Regions from separate parts of the Macaca mulatta genome. Here region 2 is linked to region 1. A link is a contact called in public Hi-C data. All regions are on one chromosome and are shown on one strand. Each heading gives the region's core, a stretch centred on a gene start, on an enhancer-like site or on the middle of the called end of the contact. The rest is flanking DNA. Distances are from core to core; before and after follow the strand shown.

Region 1 (5,816 bases), core at 475-2,974:
GCAGGAGAATCGCTTGAACCCCGGAGGCAGAGGTTGCAGTGAGCCGAAATTACGCCACTGCACACTCCAGCCTGGGCGACAGAGCAAGACTCCATCTCAAAAAAAAAAAAAAAAAAAAGATTCATTAAAATACAGTAATTCAGGTTTATTACGTCATTAGCATTGGGTTACCTCACAAATAAACTAAGTTTAGGTGCAAACTCAAAGATACTGAGACACTAATCCATTTCTCAAACCGCTAAGTTAGCCTCCTTGAAACCTCACTTCGTAGCTCTGCCAACAATGTACTTTTGACATCTCACAGCAATAAAAAACCACCTGCCAGTTGTTTCTGTTTTCCACCTATGTCTGATTTATATATTTATATTAATAAGGAACAAATTACTAAGACTTATTTCATCCTCAGTTATGTTGTGTTTCTATCGATAACAACATGAAGATTTCGGGCATCTGGACATTAAAATAAGTTTGAGTCCTGGCTTTACAATCTACTAGGTGTGATCCAAGGCAAGTCAATCTCCTCATGTTTCACTTCTTTCATTTGTAAACATCTACTTAGAAGTTGTGGTGAACTTGATATTTCCATGCTTATAAACTGATTTTTTGAAAAGAGCCTGGTACATAGGACTTGATAATGAATGAAAGTATATGCTACTTTTGGAAAAACAAGCATGACAAGATAGTTTATATACCGATGATCTTCAGCACAGTATATGCATCTTGTTTTTAGCTAGTCTGATAGTGAGATAATAAAAAGAGTTATCTTTGACTTGCACTACGAGTAAAATAATTCAACTTCAGTTTTTAGAAAGATGTAAAAGAATTAAGAGTGACAGTCTTGCTAGTCTCAACTGCCATCTTCCCATCAGGTGGTAAATTCGTCCAGAGAAGAAACTGAATTATTGCTATATGGGATTCTGTAGCAACTTCCGTGAACGTGGGCTCATAATTTTTCACCATGAGACTCAAGCTTTTTGGAGTCATAGTTGTTTTTGGGTCTATTCGCAGGCATGCATCCTTTGCCCAGAAATATACACATTTGGCAAATGGACTTGGAGGTGAAAGAGGAGGAAGGCCTGAGGCTAGACACCACTCCAATAAGTATATTAAGCCCCTAGAAAAGCAATCCGCCTTTGCAGAGAACTCTTAACTATTAAAACCTATAGCTTGTAAAGTAGCATTTTCAAAGTTGAGAGAATAATGTAGAAGGGTCCTGAGAGGCTATTGACTAAACAGCTGAAAACGAAGGTATGGAGTTTGGTGCCAAAGGAACCTCCCCACAAAATCAAACAATAACACCAGAGTAAAGCCCCTAGGGTGAGATAAGGAGATGCAAGAAAACAAGCGGAAACTCGAGAAGCTCTAACGCTTCAAAGCTTCAATGACCCCAGATAATCTACGTAGCCAACGTGTTAAAACACACCAACGCATTTTTTTTTTTCCTAAACAAAGTAGGAAAGCGGACTTTGCATGAGGGGCGGGCTCCGCGACCCAGGAGTCTTTCTTGGACAGTCCGTCCTGATTCTCTCTCGTTGACCGTGGAGGGACCACATGGCTCCAAGGCCCACACACCCCGGGCTGCCGCACAACCTCCAGCCCTAGTCTAGACCCACAATCCCTTCTCGAAGATTAACCTCGACCCGGCAGCCCCAATTCTTACCATAGCGAGGCCGGCGATACCGCAGCCACATCACCCTTCCGGGCCCCAGGCGGAAGAGGCTGCACGCCCCGTCTGCCCTTTTCGCCCTCTCCAGCCGTCCGGTTGGGCTTGTCACGGCACCGCCTACTGAGTCGGGCGATTAAGACGCTAGGATAGGCTCCTCTCCACCGGAAAAGGCGGGATTTAGACCACGCCCCGCAGACCGGCGGAAGTAGCTGATGCTCTCATTGGTTGCAAGAACTTGATCTGTGAAAGCGGGCGTTTCGGAGGAGACCGGAAGTACAGTCACGGAGAGGTAGGGTCCGGAAGTGGGCTGCCTCTTTAAATAACAAAAATATGATTTTCTCTTTTTATCTTTTGCTTTCTTTTTAAAAAAGTTCCCTGCTATTTACCCCTAGAACTCCACAGTGTGAGAATCCCCCTCAATTTGTGAGCTCCCGCGCCTTCCTCTTGTGGGCTTTTGGGGATGCTAGGGTTCCCGGCATCATCCTCAGGGTGCGAACCTACCTGTTCACCTTCTTTTCAGTTTCTCTATTTGCATCTGGGGGATTCTTGGGAATGCGAAGCACTTTTGAAATGCTCTGTGTTGGTTGTGGGATTGGGAGGACAGTTGAATCCAGAGGGTAGTGAGCATTTCCCCAACACCGGCCTGTCCTTTCAATCCCCAGATATTGGTCAACTGTGGGTTCCATCCAGGCATCGTGACTGAAACGTACTAGGCAATTTGGGGTCAGGAAAGAACTTTCTGTGGTAACCAATGGGAAGGAACTGCCCTTTACGGACTGCAGCAATTGATAGGTACTTTAGAGAGATCAACTGGCAAGACAAATGACAAGCCAACTTTTAATCAGTAGTAGAATTTAGCTTTTTCTGATGTTAATTATCCCAATAGGTGAGGTTCTGTTACACACACACACACACACACACGCACGCACGTTTTTCTTTCTGCATTTTATCGATGGAGAAACAGGAGCTTTGACGTGTTTGAATTTGCGTAGTTCTTGGAATTCTGATAAAGTATTAGAAAGAAGAATTTTTCACTCTTTGCCCCCTTAAGGCAACCTTTTGGCTCTAAATGTGTGGTGTATTTTTTCTCAGGCAGCAGAGGGTTCTTTTCAGAATGTTTTCAATTTTTTATTTATTGACTTAGAAGGTGGATAGAGAGAAGGTAACTCAGGTGAGATGTTGGTTTACGACCTGTATTCGGCCTATGAGACCGTTTTGTATTTAGGGCAACACAAATGATTAGAAGATTTGGGATTCTGCTGTTTGTGTTTACATCGTTCACTAGGGCACACAACGGTTTTGTTTTAAACTCTAACTAACTTGATAGTTGAGTCTGTTATATTGAATTGTCAAGAGTTGGTCAATTACACAAATTAGCAAGTATTTACTGGGTGCCTGCTTTATTCATAGATCTTGAGATTGCAGCATAGGAACAAAGATGGTCTGTTCTTTTAAGGAATTTAATAACGTTGTGGGAGAGGGGAAAAAGAAAGGTATAAAAAAAATACAGTACTCTCCACCTGAGGAAGAAAAAAGTCTTTTAATGTTCTGTCTTGTAATTCCTTTATATTATACCTTTTAGGTCTTGCCATTCAAATTAAACAAACTTGGTTTACCTATGGAAATTATGTTGTGCAACTTATCGAGCTTGGCTTTTAGGGTAGTAAATGTGTCTGTAGACATAACTGCCCTTGCTTTCATGTGAAGATTGTCTTGATCTTTGTTACACTTAAGAGTAATACTTCTGTATGAAGCTCTGCTTCAGGCTACCTGTGAAGAGCATCAGAAAGCTTAACTTGTAGAGATCACAATTGATTTGCTATGTCTATATATTTTAATTAACTTTAGGCCATGGCTTCTTATGTACCTGAGCTTCAAAATAGTAAAGAACGACATTGCCAGTTTTTAAGTTATCCATGGAGAGAAACACATGTGCCAATAAATGAGGCTGAACAAATATGTATAATGTTTATTGCATTTATGTAAAACATCAAAGTTAATCTGACGTGAGTTTTTTTGGGAGGTGGTAGTTTAGCTGCATCGTCTTACATAAACCTGCTACTTTTTGGTTTTCAGATTATATCACAATTTCAAAAGTCTTTCTGGCAGCTTTGCAATGAATCCTCATTTAAAACCATCTTGGATCCTTTCCTTACTAGAAATAAAATCTGACTGTGTTATTCCTTTGTTCAAAAATTATTATTTATTTTATTTTTGAGACAGGATCTTGCTCTGTTGCCCAGGGTGGAGTGCAGTGGCACAATCATGGCTCACCGCAGCCTCAACCTCCTGGGCAGAAGTGATCTATCCTCCTCCCTCAGTATCCTCAGTAGCCGGGACCATGGTTGTATGCCACCATACTTGGCTTAATTTATTTCATTTTTTGTAGAGATGGGGCTCACTATGTTACCTAGGCTGGTCTCTAACTCCTGGGCTCAAGTGATCCTCCCGTCTTGGCCTCCCAAAGTGCTGGGATTACAGGTGTAAGCCACCGTACCACGTCTGACCTGTTTAAAAATTTTTATCTCACCTGCATCTGGAAGAATATTTCCAACTTTGTTTTCTTGGGTATATTCAAATCATATGTAAAAATAGTGATATTTATATTTTTCTGTGGAGCCAGTGCAAAAGTGTCCTCAGTGTTATGAGGATTAAACGAGTTATTACAAGTAAATCATCTAGGCAAGTGTTTGGCATACAGTAAGCACTCAGAAAGTGTTGTCTATTGTTGTGCATGGCTTTGGTAAATTAAAAGTCTCTGGAGAGGAGGAATTATAATGGAGGAACTGTTGAATTGCATATATTAGGCACTAAATACAGTAGTCTCTCCTTATCTGAGGTTTTGATTTTGACAGTTTCAGTTACCTATGATCAACCACAGCCTGAAAATATTAAGTAGAAAATTCCAGCCGGGTGTGGTGGCTCATGCTTGTAATTCCAGCACTTTGGGAGGCCAAGGTGGGCGGATCACTTGAGGTCAGGAGTTCGAGACCAGCCTGGCCAACATGGTGAAACCCAATCTCTACTAAAATACAAAACTTAGCCAGGTGTGGTGGCATACACCTGTAGTCCCAGCTACTCAGGAGACTGAGGCAGGATAATCAATTGAACCCAGGAGGTGGAGGCCGCAGTGAGCCGAGATTGTGCCACTGCAGTCCTGCGTGGGCAATAGAGCGAGTCTCCATCTCAATTAAAAAAAAAAAAAATTCCAGAAATATTTCATACATTTTAAATGGCATGCCTTTCTGAGTTGTGATGAAATCTTATTCCATCCCATTCCATTCAGCCTGAGGCCATGAATCATCTCTTTGTTCAGCATATCCCTGCTGTATAAGCTTCTTGCCTTTTAGTTGCTTGGTTATCAGATTGATGGAGGTGGTATCACAGTGCGTGTGTTCTAGGAATACTCATTTTACTTAATTATTGCTTCAAAGCACAAGGGTAACGATGCTGGCAACTTGGTTATGCCGAAGAGTAGCTGTAAAGTGCCTCTTTTAAGCAAAAAAGTGAAAGTTCTCCACTTAATAAGGAAGAAAAAAAAATGTCATATATTGATGTTGCTAAGGTCTATGGTAAGAACAAATCTATCTGTAAAATTGTGAATAAGCAAAAAAATTTATGCTAGTTTTGCGGTCACACCTCAGACTGCCAAACTTATAGCCATAGTGCGTGATAAAAACTTAGTTAAGATAATAAAGCAATTAAATTTGTGGGTAGAAGATGTGAAAAGAAACATGCTCAGATTGAAGGCAGTTGATTGGGTTCAGCCTTCCCCTGGGGCCTTGGGGTGTACACTGTTGGATAAGGAGAGGACTGCTATAAAAGGTTTTAGTATTAAGTTGGTATTGCATTTATATCACCAGACCACTTTCTCCCCATTTTCTCTTTTTACTTTGTTGCCAGTGTTAATGATAGGGTTGATTTACATTACCTTTTACATTACCTACCTTTTTTCATTCACTGTTATTCATATATATTGAAAGACAATTGTTCTGCTTTTTTCCTCTCATCCTCAGCTAGCCTTCCTAACCTCAGGTAGAGGTTTTTCGTGTTCAAGTGTTAGTCCTTTTTTTCTCCCCACTTGTTCTCATTCTCTTCCCACATGGCTTTTGAATTCAGACTGAAATGTACATGAGGATCAAAGTTAATA
Region 2 (5,354 bases), core at 1,937-4,436, 410 kb after region 1:
AATAAGATTTTAATTACTGTTTGATTCATACTTGAGTGTAATGGACAAATAAATACAATTTTAGTTATAAAACCTGAAAAAAATATATTTTCCCATTCAAAAACTTCTGATAGTTTTGTCAGGCATTGGAGAATCAGAAATAAATGCTCTCTCATTTTCTTTCTCTTGATGAAAGAAAGTCATTAAAAACAGTTACATAGAAATAATAATACAACTGTAGACTCTATTCTTTTTTTTTTTTTTTTTTTTTTTTTTTTTTTTGAGACTGAGTCTGGCTCTGTCGCCCAAGCTGGAGTGCAGTGGCCGGATCTCAGCTCACTGCAAGCTCCGCCTCCCGGGTTCACACCATTCTCCTGCCTCAGCCTCCCGAGTAGCTGGGACTACAGGCGCCGCCACCTCGCCCGGCTAGTTTTTTGTATTTTTTAGTAGAGACGGGGTTTCACCATGTTCACCAGGATGGTCTCGATCTCCTGACCTCGTGATCCACCCGTCTCGGCCTCCCAAAGTGCTGGGATTACAGGCTTGAGCCACCGCGCCCGGCCCGACTCTATTCTTAATATACCCAGTATGTTTTCCTTTTTCTTTTTTATCCATTCTCTATTTTAGATAGCTAGAGGGGAAGGTCTGCCCTAGAGACAGAAAGAAGATCTCCATGGGATATAATTTCATTTTAGTTATCTGATAACCTGAAGAAGTATTTAATTTTCTGAATAATAATGTTACAAGTCAAAGAAGAGAGAAGACAGGCAGTATAAAGCTTTTCAACATTGTGCATATTCTAATTCCTTAAGTCAGCTCTGAGAAAGTGCCTTTGTCCTGTAGAACTATTCGGTCAAGGGTTGTGATATCTCTTGGCATTAAAAGAAACTGTAAATTTTGGAGGACTAGAGAATCAAATTTGGCAACATAAATGAAAACATACCAGAATGTAAAAAGTATCTAACCCATCACTTTCAACCATGTTCCATTATGTACAGATGGCATTATTTATAGAGAATTTTAACTATTAACATTTCCCTAAAAATGGGCATTAATCTGCTATTACTTGCTTGTTTCTGCTCTAGTTCTCCTTTGTTGAAAGGTTTTACTTAACTGTATCATAAAGGGACAAAAGGATAATAGATAATAAACTTTTCAGACTGGCAGATCTGTCACTCACAAAAACGCCTTGGGCAGGTTACTTGAACTCTTTGAAGCTCAACTAGATTTACTCAAATTTAAGAAAGAGAATAAAAATCCGTATCTTGGAGTGTTTCACAGAAAGGTCTACCTTAATGTCTGGAGTATTTATTTCCATGAAGATTCATTTTATTTTATTTCTCCCCCTTCCTGAATCAAGCAATCTTGAATCTAAAGTTGCTATGAGAAGCACTGAAAAGACGACTGGACTATTAATGGTGTGACCTTGGGACAGTCACTTTCTGCACCTTAGTTTGCTTACATGTTATACATGAAGGTTGAAGTCTGATTCTGCTCTGTGACTATCATTCTAAATATCTGATGAAATCAAATTTCAATGTTTGCAATGGTAGTACAATAAATTTACTAAAAATAAATAATTCACTGCAAAAACAAATCGATTTCCAAATGATGTAACTGATAGTTATGTTACTCACGGCAGTGAGCTGATAAATAACAAAAGAAATGAAAGATGCACATTGTGAGACCTGAAATCATCCTGACAAGTCTTCTACCTGTTTATCACTTAAAATCAATGACCACGCTGAATGCCTACAAATTACAAAATATAAAAGAAATCTTATAAATGTGCATGCATAAGAGTCTAGGTTACTAAGAGTTTTAAAGTGTAAGTTTAAACCAAACTAATCAAAGGAGTTGAGAGGAAAAATTGGCTTTCATCTTTAATCACTACTGTTCTGAGGTCCCATGTTTAATATAATTTTCTAAGTAGAGGCTTCAGAGAGAAGAGTTGTGAGGATACTTTCTTATTTGTGTAGAAGGAAAAGTTTGCCACCCATTCTAGTATCCCTAGTGTTATACTGATGTGCACCTTGGATTTATTTTGTTCCTATTGTATAAACTCATACTTGACTTCAAAGAAAAGGAAAATCTAAAGTCCCTCTTTTCTAAGGGGACAGAAATCCTTTGTGTCAACTGTTTGACCCTTTGCTCTATAAGGTCCTATTGGAAATCTTTTGTAGCACAATGCACGGGACTCTTCCATGTGTTGATGCCGTTTACACAGTGGAATGGGCCTCACTGAAGAAAAAAATCGCATAAACGCATGAAAGATTATGGTCTTATTTCCTGACAGCATGAAAGGTGATTGATACTTCCAAGAAGTCCCTGTTACTCAGGAAAATTATCAAATATTGTACTCAGAGATACTTGGAAAGACTGAATGAAAGGAAGAACGAAGAAAGCAGAATCTAGACTTATGTGGGGAGAGATTTGTGGCGGAGGAAAAGTATTCTCTTTGAATTCGACAAGGGATTTGCCTGGGGGAATTTCCTGTCCAGCCCTTTATTACCAGGGTCTTTTGACGCCGGGCTCCCCATTGGGCAGTTCCCTGGGAGTGCAGTGGGGAATTCTTACACTTTCCCTCTAGGTCTCCGAAGGATCTCGTTTTCTTAGTGTCTCTTTCAGGTTGGCAGGAGCCTTGAGCCTGACACTTCCCTTTGATGGGACAGGCAAGCTCTGTGGGCGCGTAAACACGCTGTAACCAAGTTCTTTGCTGATTTTACAGTTTTGTATGCTCCCGAGAAGAAGTGATCGTACTCAATTGTCTATTGCTGGCCTGCCCCCTAAGAGCCTGGGGGCTCCTTTCCCCTAACCCAGAACTAGCTGCACGGGGGGCGGGGAAGTGGGGGTGGGGAAGGAGTGGGAGGGCAATGGTTTCCGCGAGCAGAGCGATGTTACTGAGTGAGTGCCTGAATGGGGAGTGCTGCTGTCCCCAAGCCGATTGGTACTTCTTGTCAGGAAGAAACGCCAAGAGGTGGGAGTGCCTGGGGAGGGAGGCAGGCGGTCCCTACCGCAGGCGCGGGGAGCTGCCTTTCCGCCCCTCCGCCTGCTTTCCAAGCCTGGGCTCTTAGGAGTGGCTGAAGCTGTGGAGCGCTTTTGGAGCCTGTGAATGAACCCTCCTCCTCTCCCTCCTCCTTCTTCTCTCTGAGTCTCCTCCTCGGCTCTGACGGTACAGTGATATAATGATGATGGGTGTCACAACCCGCATTTGAACTTGCAGGCGAGCTGCCCCGAGCCTTTCTGGGGAAGAACTCCAGGCGTGCGGACGCAACAACCGAGAACATTAGGTGTTGTGGACAGGAGCTGGGACCAAGATCTTCGGCCAGCCCCGCATCCTCCCGCATCTTCCAGCACCGTCCCGCACCCTCCGCACCCTTCCCTGGGCCACCACGCTTCCTATGTGACCCGCCTGGGCAACGCCGAACCCAGTCGCGCAGCGCTGCAGTGAATTTTCCCCCCAAACTGCAATAAGCCGCCTTCGAAGGTAATCATGTTTCTTTTGTTCCCCCCTTAAAAAACAAAACCAAAAAAACTTATAGAAAATACCCCGCGATCTTAGAAAAAAGAAGTACATTGCAATTGGTAGAAGGCTTTAATTAAGGCAAGGAGCTGTAAGGCGAAGTTAAGAAAATGTAGGCACTTAAAAAATGCAGGTAACTTTCAAAAGGGCTTTTGGGGAGAGGGATACAGAGGGACCTTGGTGTTGAAAAAGATTCAGACAAAAGAAACGCAGGGTGGAGTGGGGGTAAAATGACTAACGGAATTGGGGGAAGGGAGGGAATAAATTGTAGAGAAATCATAGAAAAGTGGTGGGTTCTTGAGCTGGAGAGAAGAGAGGGACCTTTGGCACTTTGATTTTTTTTTTGTTCTTAACACGCTCGAGGCAAAAGTTTGAATGGGGACTACCAAGACTTGCCACAGACAAGTCCCCGAAGCCGCCTTGGTGCAGGCCACCTGGTTTCCCAGCCCCTGGTGTGTGGTCAGTGCCTGGTGTTCCTGGAAAGCCACTCCCGGGCAGCTCCTGACAGTGCGACCCGGCGCCCAAGCAGCCTGGGACCTGCGCGGACCTGACCCCTTCAGACCGCAGGCAGTCTGGGAGGAGGTCTGGCCGGGGGAGGTGCAGGATCCCCGCCGTGTCTCTTTGACGACTTGGGGACTGTCACGGTTCTCTCCCGGCGCCCCTGGGTTCTTTTGTCCTGCGCGCGGTGCGAAGGGGCCAGCAGGCAAGGAGCAGAGGATGGGGGGTGGGGTTGTTGGAGCTCCGCGGAGGTCTGGGAGGCCCCTGGGCGGGAAAAGCCTGTTCTGAACCGGCAGGGATGTGCAGTAATTTTTCTCACCCTGAAGAGCGAAATGGGGTCTGTCGCTCCCATCTCAACAAGCAAACCGGCACCCAGAGCGCACTGCAGACAAAGGTGGCGCGGGGACCCGCATCAGGGGCCTCTGGGTCCAGTGCTCTCGCCCAGACTACAGGAGTCCTCCGTTTCCTTACATATCCCCCACCCCCTCCTAGTTCTCCGCTCTAGTTGAGCAACTTTACTGGCAGGTCTAGCGGCAGCGGCGCGCGCGTGTGCCGGGAGCCCCGGGGGACGTCCTTGGCTGGAGCGCCCCACTGTCCTGCAGAGGCGTGGGCGTTGTAGGGCGACATCCCTGGTGCATGCGGACCGAGGGCATCCGGGTTGTCCTGGCTCGTGGTCTGTGTCACTGGGCGTGGAGCGGTCTGGGTGTTAGGCAACGGAGAGCGGGGTACAAAAATAGTGTCATAGCCTAAACTATTTGCTCTCCAATCCAACTGCGTCTCGGCAAGTCCTGCATGTCCCTGGAAGATGCTGCGGGAAGGGGGAGAAATCTACACGGTGCCTGGAGAGTTGTCCTGCTGTGCGCACACCCGCGGCAGAGTCTCTCTCGGTCGCGTTTCTCATCTTTGTGTCTCCCTCTGTCTCCATCTTCTCTGCCTCCCTTCCCCTCTCCCAGCCTCTGTTCTGTCTCTCTAGCTTCTGCGTCCCCTCCCCCACAGCTGACAAATGAATGGCTAGTGTGAAATCCCTGCCTTCCCCGTCCTCCAAGGCAGCAGGGAGGGAGGAGCGAGGGAGGCGGTGCGCTCCTTCGGATCTGCCCCCACTTCAGCGCACAGGACTTGCAGAACCTAGATGTCTAGGAATTGGGAGTTTTGCGGCGGGTGTTGGCGCCCCCTAATGGACAAGTCCCGCACGGGTTGAGAAAAACGAGCCCCCCAGACCTAGCGAGCAGCTTTCACAACCTTGTGTTCAAGGATGGAAGGCCCTAGTTTCCCCTTAAGTCATTCATTTTGCACTCCACAATCTGCGGCGTACATCTAGGGGTTTGGACGACCCTGAAAAAAGGTCTTGGTATGT

Evidence for each region. A called contact is a pair of places that touch in the nucleus more often than the background predicts.
Region 2: a Hi-C map of fetal cortical plate shows a contact between it and region 1, with 2.6 times the contacts expected there. The contact joins the promoter of VCAN here to the promoter of TMEM167A in region 1. A contact is called at or near these places in 2 of 14 Hi-C or Micro-C datasets (blood and fetal cortical plate).

What each region holds. Positions count from the first base shown.
Region 1 is chr6:89,374,892-89,380,707 of T2T-MMU8v2.0, forward strand. TMEM167A (transmembrane protein 167A) reads right to left here and starts at 1,725. Exons shown (of 4, transcript XM_001111642.5): 1 at 1,661-1,725. The coding sequence starts at 1,663. It overlaps XRCC4 (X-ray repair cross complementing 4), which reads left to right and starts at 1,881. Exons shown (of 9, transcript XR_013418175.1): 1 at 1,881-1,955.
Region 2 is chr6:89,783,356-89,788,709 of T2T-MMU8v2.0, forward strand. It overlaps VCAN (versican), which reads left to right and starts at 3,187. Exons shown (of 14, transcript XM_015140359.3): 1 at 3,187-3,466.